2 separate regions of the Rattus norvegicus genome follow, and region 2 is linked to region 1. A link is a contact called in public Hi-C data. All regions are on one chromosome and are shown on one strand. The core of a region is the stretch at or near the end of the contact, and the rest is flanking DNA. Distances in the headings are between cores, read along the strand shown. Region 1 overlaps LOC103690933 (a long non-coding RNA gene). Region 2 overlaps LOC108349443 (a long non-coding RNA gene).

What was found. A called contact is a pair of places that touch in the nucleus more often than the background predicts.
Region 2: a Hi-C map of liver shows a contact between it and region 1, with 6 times the contacts expected there. The contact joins two enhancer-like sites. A contact is called at or near these places in 5 of 12 Hi-C or Micro-C datasets (the A7r5 cell line, the Rat2 cell line, frontal cortex and 2 more).

What each region holds. Positions count from the first base shown.
Region 1 is chr1:23,518,842-23,522,412 of GRCr8, reverse strand. It overlaps LOC103690933 (a long non-coding RNA gene), which reads right to left. Exons shown (of 5, transcript XR_589877.4): 1 at 1-3,571. Among named protein-coding and RNA genes, the nearest start is that of Snord100, 19 kb to the right of the region's middle. Within about 2 kb of position 1,707, at least 2 of the 93 cell types and tissues checked have an H3K27ac peak or open chromatin away from gene starts, as enhancers often do. A contact at or near this core is called in liver, where this site is marked.
Region 2 is chr1:23,676,686-23,680,256 of GRCr8, reverse strand. LOC108349443 (a long non-coding RNA gene) reads right to left here. Exons shown (of 3, transcript XR_001835565.3): 1 at 1,639-3,571. Among named protein-coding and RNA genes, the nearest start is that of Snord100, 180 kb to the right of the region's middle. Within about 2 kb of position 1,561, at least 1 of the 93 cell types and tissues checked has an H3K27ac peak or open chromatin away from gene starts, as enhancers often do. A contact at or near this core is called in liver, where this site is marked.

The DNA.
Region 1 (3,571 bases), core at 458-2,957:
ATATAGGGAGTAAAATGCTGATGAGTACAGGGACAAATTAATAAACAAGAGAAAAGCTGGGTGATAGACCAGGGGGAGAGGGCTACCTCATGCTGGAGGGTGAGTGATAGCCCAGGAGGAGAGGGCTACCTCACATGTAGGAGGGTGGGTGATAGCCCAGGGGGAGAGGGCTACCTCACATGCAGGAGGGTGGGTGATAGCCCAGGGGGAGAGGGCTGCCTCATGCTGAGGGCTATTTCATGCAGTGAGGACGCTGCACAATACTGTGAAGAAACAGCCAGGAGCTGACTCTGAGTGAGTGAAAGTGAGTGAAAGAAGGAGGCTGGAGAGAAGAGGGAGCAGAGAGTGTGAGCTCTGGAAGGTTATCATAGGAACTACCTTTTATCCCAAAAAATAAAAAGGTGGAATCCACTGGAGTAGTTAAGCAGAGGTAAAATAACCAGCAGCGAGCTGTGGCTGCTGAGAGGAAATTTTCAGGGTCGAAGGTGGATGGTGATTAGAGAGCTACCACAGTTCCCCAAGTTTCCCAATTACAGTAATTCAGACCAGGATGGAAACACAGGAGTGAGAAAAACAAAACACTGTGTTCTTACTCTACCTTCAAAACAAAGACAACAGTTTGTGTTCAGAGTCAAAGGTAGAGCAAGTGTGGACACGGCCATGATGCCAAGCGGTAACAGGAGACTGGAGAAGAAGGGCGAGGGGAGACAGGAGAGTAAGCTGCAGTGACTCGTGTCATACAATGCCAGAGTGCAACCCATGCTCTGCATGTTCACCTAAAACTTAGTTGAGAAAACAGTGAAGGGTAGCAAAACAGCTTAATGGGTGAAGCGCTTACCCAGCTCACGATCAGGGTTCAATCCCAGGCCCTCTAACTTCCACACAACACATAGCAAACACATACAAAAATCATCTACATACAGTAATAATAAATAATACTTCTTAATTATTTTTAAAAAAACAGGCAGGGAATGGAGTGATCTAGTAAAGACCAGAGATCTGGTTAAAGAAGCTGTTGGCATCCAGGTAGAGCTGTCAAATGATCTCTGAGAATACACACTTGGAAATGAGGCAGAGTCCTAGAACAGAGATAAAATTTATATCTATATCACTTACATCTAAGGGCTTCCAAAGTTCTATATACATAGACTTACATGTGTGCACATGAAACCATGGAGGGAGTATACAGAGCGAGGAGATTCAGGGACGAGGGCCCAGAACTACAGTGTTTAGGAAAGAGCAGGAGGAGGAATCAGTAACAAAGCAGCAAACAAACCAGAGGACTGCAGTGTCCTCAAAAGACAGGGAAAGTCCTCCCCTGAAGCGGGAGCGATCAGTAGTGCAGGTTCTCAAGAGCTAAGAAGTCGAAACGTAATGATTGACCATGCGCTCTGCACCAGTGGCCACAGAAGGTGTAAAGACCTTCTGAGAAGGTCACCATGCTGAAGTAACTTCTAAAGGCAGAACGCAGGCCCTAGGCAAGAGTGATCTGAGTGTTTCACAGTAGACATGCATCCTGTCTGAGATAAGCAATGGAGTCAGGAGAGGAAGCACAGTCAGAGGAAGCATGAGCCTGAAGAACAGGACAGGCCTCGTTGCTCACAAAGCTGTCCTGATGGAGACATATCAACTGAGTACTGAAGAGCGAGAGGTAATCTGGACCTTCGGTGAAGTGAGCGCCCTTTTTGTTCTTTTGTTAATCATTTACCTGTGAAGGGCTGGGATGTGTACATGCCAAGGTGTGTGTGGAGGTCAGAGGACCAGCTGCAGAGGTCAGTCTCTCCTTCGCACATGTGAGTCCCAGGCACGGAACTGAGGCGGTCAGTCTCAGTGGTGGCACTGAGCCATCTCGCCAGCCTTCGTTTTGTTTTAAATAGTTACAAGGAAAAAGCCTACAGAAATAATAAGTACGGCATTGTGCTGTGCAGGGTATATGTAGTGCTCTGTGTAATGCTGTGCAGAGTACCAGAGCTCTCAGTGGTCACAGTCAGCTCTTAACAAGCATGTTAGCTCCAAGGGCACAAAGCCATAGTCGAGAGCTGGAGCCAAGAGTGGGGATCTGAACAGGCACAAACTCTCATGAGGCAAAACAGTGTTCCATAATCTTCCTAAACAATCTTTAGACCAGATTCTATGGACCCCTCAGGACTGGGACCCTAATAAAGTCCATGCCTATGAAAGCTATTTATAAACCTTTTCAGAGAAGGTTACACAAATATATCATTTCAAGCACTGTGTAAATAACAGTTGTAACTTACTCCTCTGGGACTATCTGAGTTTTAACAGATCTGAAAACTATCTTTATATAGGTTATATTTTGTCAAATAAAATATAACCCAATGATATTATTTTAAGATATCATACACACACACACACACACACACACACACACACACACACACACATATCCATTACAGTAATTCTGTATCATCAGGATAACCACCACCATTTATGCCCCAGACACTGAACCGAGCACTCCATGCTAACATCCCATCTATGTCTCACAGAACATTATAAGATTACTATTAACATCACCATCTTAGATTAAAAAAAAAAAAACATTGGGTTTCTAGAAACTAAACTGTTGTCTCACAATGATGAAATGGTAAAACCAGGACTTGTAGCTTTGATTGTAAAGTCAATGTATGCCACCAGCATCTAGACACACAGCTATGGGGAGAGACAGACATACAATACATAGATATATTTAATCCATTTTGTTCCCCTCTCCAAGTTATCACATATCAAATGGGTTGATGTGAACAATATAAGAACCTCCTGAGAGCTGATTTGAACCCTGGGATGAGCCCTACAAATACACCAAGAATCTTTTATGTAATAGGTCAACTTAAAAGTCCATGAAAACTGTTGTAGTGCCTTTGTCACAGTTAATTGCTGAGGAGACCTGGCATATGTAAAAGAAACAGTGAAGTGTATATAGGTTTTAAGGTCATATACATCCCCACACTATTTAGAGCCCAGAATAAACCTCAATTGTATTATTAAACATGCATAGTTTTCATTTATTCAAGCTTACACTCAATTCGTTATGTCTCATATATTAACCTTGCCAGTGATAAAGGCCAGCAAGTAATACATTCCAAGCCCACCTTTAGGACCGTAGTGAACCCATAAGTGCTGTATTTATGTATGTGATAGCTCCTGCTTTTGATGGAAAATGAGTAAATATATTAATAAAATGTTCTGTCTAGTACACACGGTCAAATGTATGTCATTGTAAATGGTTGCTTTCTCAAAATAGGATTTTAAAAATCAATCATTGCCCAGATCAAATTAGAAGTAGACACGAGGAAATTAAAGTTCAAATGTTAATTTAAATAAGTAAAATAAATCCATCTTTTAAAGGAAAAATTTGGAGACATACTCTTGACTTGTAGCTGGGATATAGCTTGATGGTAGAAAGCTTGCCTAGCGCGTGTGTCTTAGGGTCTTACTGCTATGAAGAGATGCCATGACCAAGACAACTTTTATGAAGGACAACTTTTAACTGGGACTGGCTCACAGGTCCTGAGGTTCAGTCCGTTATCATTATGGCAGGAAGCATGGCAGC
Region 2 (3,571 bases), core at 312-2,811, 160 kb before region 1:
AGAGAAAAATTGTGTATTCCCAGTGACTAACATGGCTGAAGTAGGCCATTCTGTGTGGTGATACTAAGTGATTTCCAGACTCCTGCATTTCCAGGCTTTGGGTTGGTATAATTACAGTAACTACAGCTGCTCCATGCAACTTTAAAAAGAAACAGCCATAGGAAAAAGAAAAGTCAATATTCCCTAAAGGAGAAAAAGAAGTTTCTTTGCCTGTGTTTCTGGCAAAAAGTGGTTGTATCAATATAGTTCAACCAGGAAATGTGTGTGTGTGTGTGTGTGTGTGTGTGTGTGTGTGTGTGTGTGTGTGTGTGTGCATATAGACATATATACACATACATCTGAATCTCAGAGATTTGTTCTGGAAAATCTGCTTTTGCTTCCAATGCTTTGTCTTTTCGCGACCACATTTATAAGCATTTTGAAGTTCTTTATGAGCACTTTGCCTGCCTCTCCACACTCCTAAATATTCCCCTCTGCTCCTCATGACCAGCCGTGCTTACAGCCTTGGTTGGCTGAAGAATAAAACATTAGTTCACCTCAAAGTCTGCTATTAAATTTACCTCATTTATTGGCCACCAGGAGTTGTGCCCAAGCTACTGAGGTCAGTCCTAACTACAATGCTATGGGGGCCCCCAGAGCCCCTCAGTTTCCCAGCTTAATGGCCGAGGAGCCTCTTGAGCCAGTTAAATCCTACTGTTGACATATTCGTACCACTGCTCTTAGAGTTCCTTTGATCCACTACCGTGCTCCCACAATTTGGGGATCTATTATACTGCATGTTAAGTAAAAGTAGGCAGATATGAAAAAGTTAGGGAAACACAGCTACTACTGGATGAATGATCTGTTTGTCTATCTGTGCAGTGGGCGCTGGCACTACTGGACCCTCGGATTTAAGGTAAATAAAGCCTGGTTATTCTGCTGTCTGAGTAGAACCATGTTGCCTCTGCTGCCCTTGAATGGCCAGCAGTAACCTGCTCACTCACTAAAAGCTATGCTCAGTCTCGGTGCAGAACGACATTCAACTGGGACTCTTGGTTTTCTTCATCAACACATCAGTTTGTCATTCTGTAAAAATAGGAAATTTCTCATCACCGGGACTGATTGCCGCAACCTGAAGCTATTGGATACACTGTTACATACATGCCCGAAGTGTCTGCTACACTCTTGAGTACTGCCATGCCTGAAGTGTCTGCTACACTCTTGAGTACTGCCATGCCGGAAGTGTCTGCTACAGTGTTGCTTACTGCCATGTCTGAGGTGTCTGCTACACTGTTACATGCTACCAGGCCTGGAATGACTGCTTGTATTTTTAATAGGCTGATAAATGATCATATTCAAAATAAAAGAGGTATTTCCTTTCTGTTGTTAAATCAGGCCCATAAAACTAAGCCAGATAGAAAACCCTCGAATCTGAATAACCATTTTATTCACAGACTGTCAAATAGCATCAGGCATCAACTCCTTAAAGGTTCCAGTTTTAAGCACTGCACTCATGCCTCTCCCAGCCTGACCTGGAGTGACCAGGTTGAATGGTCAGAGCCCTCACATCTGAGTGCTGATTCAGGCCTTTGCTCCCTGCTGCCAATAACAGATCATCGAGGTGCCAGATTTAGTGGTGGTTTCCTATGATGCACATACCTGTCCAGCAGGAATCGGAGCGTGACCACAGCCATTTTCCTTAAGCCACAGAATAACTGTCAGATGGCAATTGCTCATAGTCACCACTCAGCTCAGCAGCCGTCCAGGGACAGGCTTCCACCGCCTATGTCCTTCCAACAGGGAAGAGAGTTTTCTCACTACACTGTCGTTCACCTGGGTGAAAGGTCAATGTTTGATCTGAAGCTTTGGAAAATCATCCAAGCAGGAAAAACAACAAATTCCACCTGTTTCTTCTCTGCAGTTTGGCTCTTTTTATTTTTACATGAATAATTTTCTGTATTCATATTTTCATGTACTTCAATAAAAGCCCTATCAGTAGGGACTAAATGTTTTAAAGTCACAAATTTTGGTTGTGCACTGCCTTTTTCTTAGAAGGAAGGATACATTTTTTTTACTTAGAGTCTATTTCTTGAATAAGAAAGTATCCTCTATTTTCTCCCTTAGAGAATAATTCAGAACATTCAGCATAGAGGGCACAATGCTATACAGAGGGTCATGCCAGCAGTGATCACAATGTTAATTTAGGGTGACTGATCATTTCAGACTGGAGGCTTCTTTTGAGTTGAGTCAGACAAAGTGTTTTAAGTTACAAATTAACAAGACAAACAGGTGCTTACTCTGAGTGATTCCTCACTCCTGGATAGAATTTTCTGGAAACCTCAAGTTACACAAACTTGGTAAACATGCAGCATTTCTATGCATTAGAGTAACTGAAAACATTACTGCTTAAACCACCAATTGCCATAAATGATTATTTGATCCAAATAATTAGCTAAATATAAATATATAAATATAAATGCACATTTATATACTTTGTGTGTGTGTGTGTGTGTGTGAGAGAGAGAGAGAGAGAGAGAGAGAGAGAGAGAGAGAGAGAGAGAGTGTGTATAATCATTCTCTGGTATCTGTCCATGAGGAACTAGTTTAATTTCAGGACCCACCTCTGCTACCAAAGTCCTCATATAACACAGTGTATGTATGTTCTTCTGAATACTTTAATTCGGGTCTAGATTGCTTACAGAACACAGTAGAACTAAGTGGTTGTTACACCATATCATTTCAAGGTGATGGAAGGGAAGAATGGCTGTATATGTTATACAGATGCATTTTTCTGAATATTTTTGATCTGTAGTTGGTTGTATCGATATATTTGGAGTCCAGAAATATGGAGGGTTGATTGTGTGCATGCGCACACACACACACACACACACACACACACACACACACACAAATACACACACTAATATACAGGAACACCTACACACACACACACATACATGTACACACACACACTAACATACAGGAACACCTACACACACACACACATACATGTACACACATACATGTACACACAAATACACACACACATACATACACACATACACACTAACATACAGGAACACCTACACACACACACACATACATGTACACACACACACACACACTAATATACAGGAACACCTACACACACACACACACATACATGTACACACATACATGTACACACAAATACACACACATACATACACACACACACTAACATACAGGAACACCTACACACACACACATACATGTACACACATACATGTACACACAAATACACACACACATACATACACACACACACACTAACATACAGGAACACCTACACACACACACACATACATGTACACACATACATGTACACACAAATACACACACACATACATACACACATACACACTAACATACAGGAACACCTACACACACACACACATACATGTACACACACACACACACACTAATATACAGGAACACCTACACACACACATACATGTACACACATACATGTACACACAAATACACACACATACATACACACATACACACTAACATACAGGAACACCTACACACACACACACATACATGTACA